Regions from separate parts of the Zea mays genome. Here region 1 is linked to region 2. The links are chromatin contacts, called in public Hi-C maps. All regions are on one chromosome and are shown on one strand. Each heading gives the region's core, a stretch centred on a gene start, on an enhancer-like site or on the middle of the called end of the contact. The rest is flanking DNA. Distances are from core to core; before and after follow the strand shown.

Region 1 (5,475 bases), core at 2,248-4,747, 350 kb before region 2:
GCTCACATACGTTCATCGCTCAACAAGTTGTGGGGAATAATGTGGCATAAACTCACCAAAGGTGGGAGTTCATGTAGTGTAAGGCTAATCAATGGAATAAAGGCTGAGGCTGAGCATTGCTTTTATAAGTTGGTCAAAATTTTATTAGCAATTACTAAGTGTAAGTAAATACCAAACCTTAATAATAATAAAGAACAATAATAGTAAAATAATCCCAAATGCGATGCAAATGTCAAATTGAATTTAAGTTCCATATTTAATCATGTGAGGGTCCGAGCCGCTCATGACCGTGAGCACGGCTAGTATACTAGTTTTACACTCTGCAGAGGTTGTGCATCTTTACCCACAAGTCGTGTATCCCATGTCGCCTGGGTTTGCAAGGCCCTTAGACACTACCGAGGTGAATGGCTAGGGATCCACTACGAGGCCTTTACAAAGTTCCACTAGCTTCCGAAAACCCGCTACAGTTTATAGGAAGATCCAGTACAGGGTTCCTGGCTGACAGCCATCGCAGCAAAATCAACCAGGGACCTCCCCGCACTGACCTCTCCCCTACTGCCCTTGCCCCTTTCGGGTAAGGTAGTCTTCCACTAGCTTTCCTAGTTAGTCAGCCAAGGGCGTCCCATTAAACCCTTGTGGTAGCACTGTTTTCCCGGGTGGTTCTCCATGTTCCCATTAATTTAATGATCTTAACATGAACAATAATAATAACAAGTTAATAACAGCATAATCATGAATAGTGTATCTCCATACCCAATCCACATAAAGCAATAGCAAGTACTACCCAAAAATATTTCAGGGGTGAACAAGGTATAGAGGTAATCAAAACTGGGGTAACATAAAGGCTCCCATCAAAATTATCCTATGCAGATCATTAAAATTAATAAGAACATGGCTGGGAAAGTAAGTGATCAAGGGCACAACTTGCCTTCAATGAGCTCCTGCTCAGCTACTTCTACTTGTTGAACCTCAGTTTCCACAGTGGCTTGCTCGTCTACTCGCATCAACACAATACATACATAGTATAGCCAAAATCAACATCACACCAAGCATGTAAATAAAATATGCAGTAAAAATCTATACATTAAAATGAGACCATAGGAACTGGAATCATTAAATTTGGAATTATAGATTTCAAGTTATGAATTTCCTAAGATTTAATGTGCCTGAAATAGGGTTAAATGATAAATAAATTTTCTAACAGAGTTCATGTCAAAACAGAGACACTAAATGGTAGAGAATATTATTACAAAATTTTAGAAATTGGAATGGTTCAATTTGGACTAAAAATGGATTTTCTATGATTTATACAAGTTCTAGATTTGTTTTTGTATTAAAAATCTATTTTTCAATTACCTTTCTCTGATTTTATAATACTCAGGACTACGCGTCATTTACTAAGAAACACAGGGGCTAATTTGAATAATTCACCAGACTCAGTGAATAGCGCCCCCAGGACGGCGGGTTTATATCCTAAAACTACAGGGTTTCTTTAGTAAAGTTGACCCGCGAAGGGGTATCGCGCGTCCATAACCGTCAGATCTAACTCAACGCACCAGATTAGATCTTACGCGCAGTGAACCGGTACGCCATCTAAACCGTTAGATCCAGATCTAACGGCCACGAGTTCAAAACTACGCGATCCCATTACGAACGTCCATCCACAATCGGACGGCACAGACAACGCTCAACCAGCGATATAATCGGGACCGTTGATCCATTGATCAACCGTCCACATCCCATCGTCCTCCTCCGACCAAATCCCCCCCAAATGCCCGACGGCGGCGAGGATCACCACCGGCGGTCCAAATCTCCGGTTCGGGGGCACCAAACATAAATTAACTTTTGCTACACGTTGCGGGTATGAAAGCGGGTTTGGGCGAGGGTTTCTTACCGGGAATTGCTGGCACAAGCGAGTTGTCCACGGTGAGCTGCGGGCGGAGGTGGAAGCGCAGCGACGGCGAGCAATCGCCGATGAAGCAGTCAATCAATTGTTGCGCTTGGTGCTCGGTGAGTATCGGCGGTGTCCCCCGAAGGCCCTAGACCCCTACCCGGAGCTCGGGTGGCGTGTATGGCTCAAGTTAGCGACGGTGGAACACAGGGCTCCGCGGCGGATGGTGGCGGCGAGTGGTGTTCGGCGTATGCAACGACACAGGAAGGTTTAGGGGAAAGGGAAGGGAGAGCGCAACCGTTATATGGTCCGTGGAGGTGCCCGGCTAGCAACGGCGTCAACGGAAAAAGGGGAGAGGGGCTCGCCGGTGAACTCGCGTTTTCTGTTGAGGGGGAAGAGCGAGCGCCGCCAGGGCGGTCCCACGCATCAGTGAGATGCAGAGGAAGCGTGCGGTGATAGCGACTGACGTGTGGGGTCGAGCTGTCGGCACTTCCCCCCCGATTGATGGGCCGCGCGGGATATTCCCCCGGTGGGCCGAATTCGGGTACCAGGCCCGATTAGCTGGGTTTTGGTTTATTCTTTTCTTTTCTTTTTTTCTTTTCTCCATTTTCAAATCCAATTGAATTCAAGTTTGAATTCAAACTTGATGGCTCATCATTTACACTGTATTTGTATAGTTAACAGTAATAAGTTTAAGGATATCTATGTTTTTATATTTTTATATCATTTCTCTTTTTCTTGTTTTCCAAACCCTAGAGTTTAATTTAGGGATTTAATTTCCCATTGGTGTATTAACATAATTATTATTTTTGTTTACCATATTTTTACATCATCACAAAATGCACACAAAGTAAGATCCAACATGATGCACAGGTTATTTAGGTGTTCTTGGTTCTAATTACCCACTTTTAACTAGTGTTGATCACATGCAATGAATAGTAGAGGCCACAAACTAATGAGTTTATCTCTATCCACTTTTATTACACTTTTGAGTATTACAATATTTCAATTACTAGTTGGCTTGATGGAAAAACCTAAGACTACATAAATTTATTGTGAGCTAAACTTTTACAAATTTGAAATGACAGCAATATACTATTTAACACGGTATTTTCTATTGTTTATGTTGTATCTTCACGTACTCAATAGATGCTTAGCCATAAAGTACGCTTTTTTTTGTTTAGATCCCTACTTGCTTGAAAAATCGTTCTTCGTGTCTGTCTCTAGAAGAAAAAAAAACTGAAAAATTCAGCCAGATTTCATGAGTTTGATAATTGTAAGAGTGGCCGAAAAAATAATACCGAAATTTAAAACCCCGGACAAATGAGGTGTTTGTGTTTGTTTCATAGGAGATGTAGGCAACCACAAACCCGCGTGGCCGCAGCTGTCTCTAGTACCCGTATCCGTTACGGTGCTGCGCGGGCAGGCGATGACAGGTGGGCCCTCGCGCGCGGTGCACGCAACGCCGCAGCCGTGGGCTGGGCTGGCCGAGGCCGACCCAGCGCTGACTCAGCCGGCGCCCCCGCACCACCACCACCCATCGTGTTCGAATTACCCCCTTACTGCAAAATCCAGTATTTAAGCGCCGCGGAACACTCTTCGAGATTATCATAATTCTCTTGAGAGGAGGAGAAGAGAGGAGAGGACAGCACCGGACCCGCGACAGAGAGGGAGAGGCAGAGGCAGCCAGAGGCGGAGGATCCGGAATCAACCTCGCCGGCGGCCGCCGCGGTGATGCCGGTGGGGGAGTTGGCTGCGCGGCCAGGCGGCGCCATGGCGGCGGCGGCCGTGGGAGGGGACGACGCTGTCGTCATGCAGCTGGCCGCCGCCGAGGGCGAGGAGACCGTCATCACCGTCAACTGCCCCGACCAGGCCGGCCTCGGCTGCGACCTGTGCCGCACCATCCTCGAGTTCGGCCTCCGCATCACCCGCGGCGGTACGTCCCGCCGCCCGCCCTTCTATTCTATCTCGCTGCGGTGATGAAACTCGATTTAATCCAATCCAACCGCGCCTCCATCCCCCCCCCCCCCCCCCCCCCCCCCCCCCCGATTCCTTGTCTCGCCTGGGTTCGATCGCGACTGTTCGTTGTGGAGTGGAGTCGCGCCATCAAAGATTTCTTTTCCTTCTTCTTCCAGTACCCCCCTCCCCCTTTCCAGATTTCTCGCCCCATCGATCGATTTGGGTGTACAGCTCACCGGCGCCATCTCTTTTCTTTCTAGTCCCATCGTTATCTGTCCGCTCCGCTCTTCTTTCCGCTTCTAGAACGGAAATCCTCAAGTTTCCCTTTTCTTTTTGCACTGCCAAGACGCCCACCAATCTTGCTACAGTTCATGTCGTCTCCTTAATCATTACAAAACTAACCAGTACTGATACCTATGTTCCCCGTGCCGTACATCCCGGCAGTTTGCAACTCACATGCTTGTCCTTTGGTCCTTGTGTAATTTTGCAGCCAAGAATTCTGCGAACCTGGAACCCTTCGTTGTCGTCGACTAAAATTCGATTCTTGTGTATGTGTGTGTGTGTGATTTTAGCAGACGTGTCTACGGACGGCCACTGGTGCTTCGTGGTGTTCTGGGTGGTGCCCCGCTCCTCGTCCATCAGAATCCGGTGGGCGAGCCTCAAGAACCGGCTCATGTCGATGTGCCCTTCCTCCTACTCCATCCCGTTCTACCCGGACATGAGCCAGCCGGGCCCCTCGCAGTTCTACCTCCTCAAGCTCTTGTCACCGGACCGCAAAGGATTGCTGCACGGTAACTACTATATATACGACCATCTATCTCTTCATTTCATGCCTCATCAAGCGTTTAACAGCCTTTGTGCCGTGTCATCCGCAGATGTGACGCACATACTATCAGACTTGGAGCTTATAATCCACAGAGTGAAGGTGTCGACGACGCCGGACGGAAGAGTCGTGGACCTCTTCTTCATCACCGACGGCATGTAAGGGCATTCACTAGCTCCAGTTCTCCACATGCCGCACCGCCGCAGCAATCCAGAGACATGACTGGCCACGTTCGTCCTTTCTCTCTCCGAATGAAGGGAGCTGCTGCACAAGAAGGAGAGGCAGGAGGAGACCTGCTCGACGCTAATCGCTGCCCTGGGCCCTTCCATAAGCTGCGAGGTTCTGTCGGCGGAAGGGTTCCAGCAGGGATTCTCCTCTCTCGCGCCGAAGATCGCCGAGGAGCTGTTCCGGGTGGAGCTAGCAGGCGACGGCGAGATGTGCTCGAGCTCGCTTATTAGCGCAGAGCTGAAGAAGGTCCAGACTGCCACCATTAATTTCGACAACTCCCTCAGCCCCGCGCACACGCTGGTCCAGATCATATGCGCCGACCAGAAGGGGCTCATCTACGACATACTGAGGACGATGAAGGACTGCAACATCCAGGTAGCAGCAGTAGTAGTATATACATACAGCTCACAGAATGGTAGGAACTCTGCCTGCCTTTCAGCAGCCACCTCATATACTAGGTGCACTGCGTTGCAGATATTTTACGGGCGGTTCAGATCGGACAAGAAAGGCGGGCGGCCAGGCAGCAAAGGCTGCCGAGAGGTTGACCTGTTCGTGAAACAAGTGGACGGCAAAA
Region 2 (6,176 bases), core at 3,471-5,970:
TGAAAATCGCCTAGAGGGGGGTGAATAGGGCGAAACTGAAATTTACAAAGTTAATCACAACTACAAGCCGGGTTAGCGTTAGAAATATAAACGAGTCCGAGAGAGGGTGTAAAAACAAATCGCGAGTGAGTGAAGAAGTGAGACGCAAGGATTTGTTTTACTGAGGTTCGGTTCTCGCAAACCTACTCCCCGTTGAGGAGGCCACAAAGGCCGGGTCTATTTCAACCCTTTCCCTCTCTCAAACGGTCTCTCGGACCGAGTGAGCTTCTCTTCTCAAATCAAACCGGGAACAAAACTTCCCCGCAAGGACCACCACACAATTGGTGTCTCTTGCCTCGGTTACAATTGAGTTTTGATCACAAGAACAAATGAGAAAGAAAAGAAGCAATCCAAGCGCAAGAGCTCAAAAGAACACAACAAATCTCTCTCGCTAATCACTAAAGCCTTGTGTGGAATTGGGAGAGGATTTGATCACTTTGGTGTGTCTTGTATTGAATGCCTAGCTCTTGTAAGTGGTTGGAAGGTGGAAAACTTGGATGACTTGAATGAGGGGTGGTTGGGGGTATTTATAGCCCCAACCACCAAACTAGCCGTTGGTGGAGGCTGCTATCGCATGGCGCACCGGACAGTCCGGTGCGCCACCGGATAGTGTCCGGTGCGCCAGCCACGTCACCCGGCCATTAGGGTTCGACCGTTGGAGCTCTGACGGTGGGGTCGCCTGGCTGTCTGGTGGTGCACCGGACATGTACTGTAGACTGTCCGGTGTGCCACCCGCGCGTACTCTGCTCCTCTGCGTGCGCTGGCGTGCATTTAATGCTGTAGCAGGTGATCATTGGCGCAGACTAGCCGTTGCTCCGCCGTTACACCGGACAGTCCGGTGTACACCGGACATGTCCGGTGAATTATAGCGGACCGGATTCCCGAAGCTGGTGAGTTCAGAGTCGCTTCTCCTTGGAGCACCGGACAGTCCGGTGAATTATAGTGGAGCGCCTTTGATTTTTCCCGAAGGTGATGAGTTTAGCTTCAAGTCCCCTGGTGCACCGGACACTGTCCGGTGGCACACCGGACAGGCCGGTGCGCCAGACCAGGGTGCCTTCGGTTATCCCCTGCTCTCTTTGTTGAACCCTTTTCTTGGTCTTTTTCATTGGCTTTTTTGAACCTTTGGCACCTGTAGAACTTATAAATTAGAGCAAACTAGTTAGTCCAAATGTTTGTGTTGGGCAATTCAACCACCAAAATCAATTTAGGGAATAGGTGTAAGCCTAATTCCCTTTCACCCTTCGCATGTGCAAATTGCTAAAGAACCCCTTAGCTTTCACATAAACAAACCCGCCGTCCATGGCTGCTGTTCTCTGTGCCTTAGGAAACTTACACCGAGAGCCCTGATCTTTCTGGTAATCGAGGCCCAGTCCATAGCTCTTTAAATTCAGTAATTTAATTTTAGAAATTACTTTTTAACACAAAAATAAGTGCTAGGACTTTAATAATTCATAGAAAATTCATAAGAGATCCAAATTGAGTCATTCCACTTTCTAAAATTTTGTAATATTATTCTCTATCACATAGAGGCTCTGTTTTGTCATGAAAATAGTAAGAAAATTTATTTCTCACTTAATCTATTTTAAACACATTAAACCTTTGTAAATTCATAATTTAATATCTATAACTCCAAAATTTATGGTTCCTGTTCCTAGGATTTTATTTTAATATGTAGATTATTACTGTGTATTTGTTTATATGTTTGGTCTAATGTTAATTTTCTTTATATACTGTGCTTGTTTGTATTGTGGCGAGTAGAAGAGCACGTGACTGAGGATCCTGGTGAGCAGCAGGTTGAAGTAGCTGAGCAGGAGGTCATTGAAGGCAAGTTGTGCCCTTGACCACTTTTTACCCAATAATGTTCTTTAATACCATTTATTCATGCATAGGTTAATTTTGATGGGACCCAATAGGTCACCCTAGATTGTTTATCTCATTACCTTGTTTATCCCTGAATCACTTGGGTAGTTTGCTATTGCTTTACATGGTTTTGGGATAATCATTTATTATATCTATGTTCCAATTATTCTTGTTATTCTATTTATGTTCATGTCAAGTTCATTAATGTTAATTGGAACATAGAGCTTAACTTGAGAAACACGTGCCACTACAAGGGTTTAATGGGACGCCCTTGGCTGACTAATTAGGAAAGCTAGTGGAAGACTACCTTACCCGAAAGGGGCAAGAGCAGTAGGGGAGTTGCATGCAAGGAGGTTCTCGGGTTGATTTAGCTACGATGGCGGTCAGACGGGGGATTCTTGCAAGTGCTCTTCCCATAAACTGTAGCGGGTTTTCGGAAGCTAGTGGAACTTTGTAAAGGCCTCGTAGTGTTGCCCTGTCGCGCTTCCTAGGTAGAGGTGTATGGGAGTCGCGACCCCTTGGCAGATGGGTAACATGACTTGTGGGTAAAGGGTACAACCTCTGCAGAGTATAAAACTGGTATACTAGCCGAGCTCACGATCATGAGCAGCTCAGGACTCTCTGATGTTTAAATTATGGAACTTAAATTCAATTTTGTCATTTGCATTGCATGGGTTTATTAGTAATTTTGTTCAAATACTTTATTTAAGGTTCGGTATTTACTTACACTTAGTAATTGCTAATAAAATTTTGACCAACTACTTAAAAGCAATGCTCAGCTTTAACCCCTGTCATTGATTAGCCTTACACATCACATGAACTCCCACCTTTGTGAGTTCATGTCCACTGGCTCCCCACAACTTGTTGAGCTATGATCATGTGTGAGCTCACCCTTGCTGTCTCACCCCCCCACAGGAGAAGAGCATGTGGTTCAGGAGGAGCCACAAGGCGAGGAGTATGATCTGATCTAGGTGGTGTTTCTCAATTGACATTGGCGCCGACGATCCTTAGATTGTTTTATATTTATTATTTTATTTTGTAATAAGTCTTCCGCTATGTAATAAATACTCTGATTATTGTGACATTTATCTCTATACACTATGTTATTATATATGTTGTCTTCTTGGCGCATGTATGAGATGCACCTGGCTTTGTTCCTTAACGCCAGGTGTGACACACTAAAGAACGCGGGTTTTTGTTTGATGTAAGTTTAGCCTTTGCTACTTCCTTGTAAATGCGTGTGTCGGCTAGACCACCCGAATATTTGAAATAGGACCCCCAACTTTATCAGATCCGTTCTTGCTTGTTATCTTGTCCTTGCTTGTTCTCGATTGCTTGCAGGTTCAAGACTGTTCTTGGTATGGCAAAAGCAGCAACAACAGGAGCTAGTGTAACTATCGCTAAGGTGCAGCACCTTTGTGGTTATTGTAGTCGGATAGCACAACGTCGACCTCCACCCCCAAATCGTAGTTATCAGGAGAAGGTGTACCTGTCGCTCAAGGCGCCACACCATCTTGGTTGTGGTAGTCGGGCAGCCAACGTCGTTCTCCAACAAGTTTTCCACCTCCATCATCTCTCATCGAAAGATTGGACACCATTCTACCCGTTGGGTTTATCAAGGCCCAACAAGAGGTGCACAGGCCCTGAGTAGGTGAATTAAGCCCATGGCCATGTATCGTTGCTCTAATATATATACGTTGTGGGCAGACAGAGAGTTATGTTTTTGGTTGTATGAACTAAGACAGCGGCGACGATCCGATGCGATCGTCTCTCGAGTCGATCGTACATTCCACCCACCATAATTACCCGAATTCGATTTGAGTGTTGTCGTGTTGCTCGATTGCTAACACCCTCCCTCCTCGAACAGCGCCCGACATCTCTTAAGGTAGTGTTTGGTTCTGGAGTTAGGTGGGGTGGAGTCGTTCCATTCTACTTTTTGTGTTGTTGAGTTGTATTCCGGTTGAAGCAGAGTGGCTCAAATTCTAGAATATACCCTTGAGATGCGGCATCCCGTGGCTCCTCAAAATTAATCGGATTTGGCTGCTCGTGAGCCGAGCCTCCCATTCCCATCCCATCTCTTCCCTGATGCTCGACATAAGCTCACCCAAGTTTGTTTCAATTTTCTTCTATAGATAAATTACTTGGGGCAGTTTAGAATTTGCACGTTGTTTATGTGAGACTACGTCTATTAGCTATTTCTTAATTATAAAACTCAATGCCTACTGATATGTATGATATAAGTATGTTTTTATTGATCATTGAGTTAACATATGAGAAACGAAAAAAAATATACTCTATTTTGTATTTATCAACCAAATATTAGATGAAGTCATTGTAAAATTAAATTATCAAACATAGAACAGAGTGACTTTGTTATCAAAATCTATAATGGAGCCATTTCATCTAAATGAGCACCAGAACCGAACACTGCTCAGAGTTCCAAGACAAGGTGTCCCGGCCCAATGAGTCGCCTGCAACTGTAATCGAGTGGTTGGGCTTGGGCCCGAGGGCCTATCGGCCATTCATCATCACCGTCTCTCTTTGCCTGGGCCGCTCCAATGTGACATGACCTGATGTGACGCGACGTGATACGATCCCACCGCGCGGCGCGGAGCACACGGGTGGCTAGTAGTGTAGTAGGGCCGGCAGGGCATCTTTTCTGTGGGCCTGTGGCTGGTGCAGGGAGAGAGATGAGGTACCGGCGCTGAGTCGCTGACGGGTGGGGCCCGGGTCGGTGCCGAAGGAGGGGGTGGGGTGGTGGCGCGTCCATCCCACGCGACTCTCCCACACAAATACCATCACCTTCGCTACCATTGCTTCACCATCACCACCACCCCGCGGCTGCAGCTCAGCAGCTCCAGACCTCACCAGAGGCACCTACCACACCGCCCGCCGCCGATCCCGTCACCCGTCTCCTCCCCGCTGCGGAGCGTCTCCAGCCCTGCCCGGTGCCCGCCCAGATGGTAAGCACGCGGCACCACACTTCACCTCCAGTCCTGTTCATCGGCTATGCGATCTGCATTTTCGTTTGCTCGATCGACGGATCTGCCATGCTCTTCTTCTTCACCTCCCTCGTCTTCGTCTCCACTGCCTCTGAATCTTGTTTCGCCTCCTCTCCCCCGGGTTCTGCAGGCAAACGCGGCGTCAGGGATGGCCGTGGACGACGACTGCAAGCGCCGGTTCCTGGAGCTCAAGGCCAAGAGGACGCACCGCTTCATCATCTACAGGATCGACGAGAAGAAGAAGATGGTGGTGGTGGAGCAGGTGGGCAAGCCCGTGCTCGGCTACGACGACTTCGCCGCCAGCCTCCCCGCCAACGAGTGCAGGTACGCCATCTTCGACTACGACTTCGTCACCGAGGAGAACTGCCAGAAGAGCAAGATCTTCTTCATCGCCTGGTACGCCACGTCGTTCCTCGCCGCTGTCCAGTCCACCCTGGCTTTTGAAGTGCTCGCCACTCACGGACGCAGTTGCATGATGTGTGTGAATGAAGGTCTCCTGACACGGCGCGCGTGAGGAGCAAGATGATCTACGCCAGCTCCAAGGAGAGGTTCAAGCGGGAGCTGGACGGCATTCAGGTGGATCTCCAGGCCACCGACTCCGCCGAGGTTGGCCTTGACGTCATCCAGGGCCGTGCAAGCTGAGGATGCCCAGCGATGAACTGCCCATGCCAGAGGATGTATGAGCATCATCAGTTCAGATGAGAACTTGACTGGGCGGGCTATGTAAAAACTGCATCCACCGCAGTGATGAAATCAATCTAATCAATCTACCACCCCCTTCAGCGTGCGTGTTCTTGCTACATATCAACAACAGCATTATGATGGTGGAATTCTGGTAATCAGAATTTCTTGATGATCCATGGCACTTTTTGCCTTGTGCGACCTCAGGACCTGGTTGAAGGATATGCAGAGGTTGAAGTTTGAGCATGACTTCTCAGCGGTTGAAAAAGACACAAAGTCCAGAACATAAAATTCCAGCAAATCAAACATCATTAGGCAGTGTATAACTTGAGTTCAGAACATCCATAACTTCTCAGAAGAGTCCAGGTTAAACCGTTAAGCAAAGCCATGGACTGAGGATAGATATGTCTGACGACCAAAACATACAGAACACATAGTCTGTCCAAAAATTATTGTTCCAAAACACTAGGCGAGCTCTCAAACGCACACAACGACGACGAAAAAAAACAGCATGCTGGGTTTATTTATACACATCCCGTCCATCATATTTACAGAACTGAGGCACGCCTCTCAGGAAGCTTCGGCGGTCGAGAA

Evidence for each region. A called contact is a pair of places that touch in the nucleus more often than the background predicts.
Region 1: a contact with region 2 is called in a Hi-C map of tassel, with 3 times the contacts expected there. The contact joins the promoter of LOC100191634 here to the promoter of LOC100192897 in region 2. A contact is called at or near these places in 4 of 25 Hi-C or Micro-C datasets (bundle sheath, ear, leaf and 1 more).

Annotation. Positions count from the first base shown.
Region 1 is chr6:44,126,654-44,132,128 of Zm-B73-REFERENCE-NAM-5.0, reverse strand. It overlaps LOC100191634, which reads left to right and starts at 3,497. Exons shown (of 6, transcript NM_001359668.1): 1 at 3,497-3,827; 2 at 4,426-4,641; 3 at 4,726-4,831; 4 at 4,931-5,276; 5 at 5,376-5,475. The coding sequence starts at 3,626.
Region 2 is chr6:43,778,417-43,784,592 of Zm-B73-REFERENCE-NAM-5.0, reverse strand. It overlaps LOC100192897 (Actin-depolymerizing factor 4), which reads left to right and starts at 4,720. Exons shown (of 2, transcript NM_001138085.1): 1 at 4,720-4,862; 2 at 5,032-5,683. The coding sequence starts at 4,860. The coding sequence ends at 5,415. LOC100274856 (BRI1-KD interacting protein 130) reads right to left here. Exons shown (of 4, transcript NM_001149118.3): 4 at 5,960-6,176. The coding sequence ends at 6,153.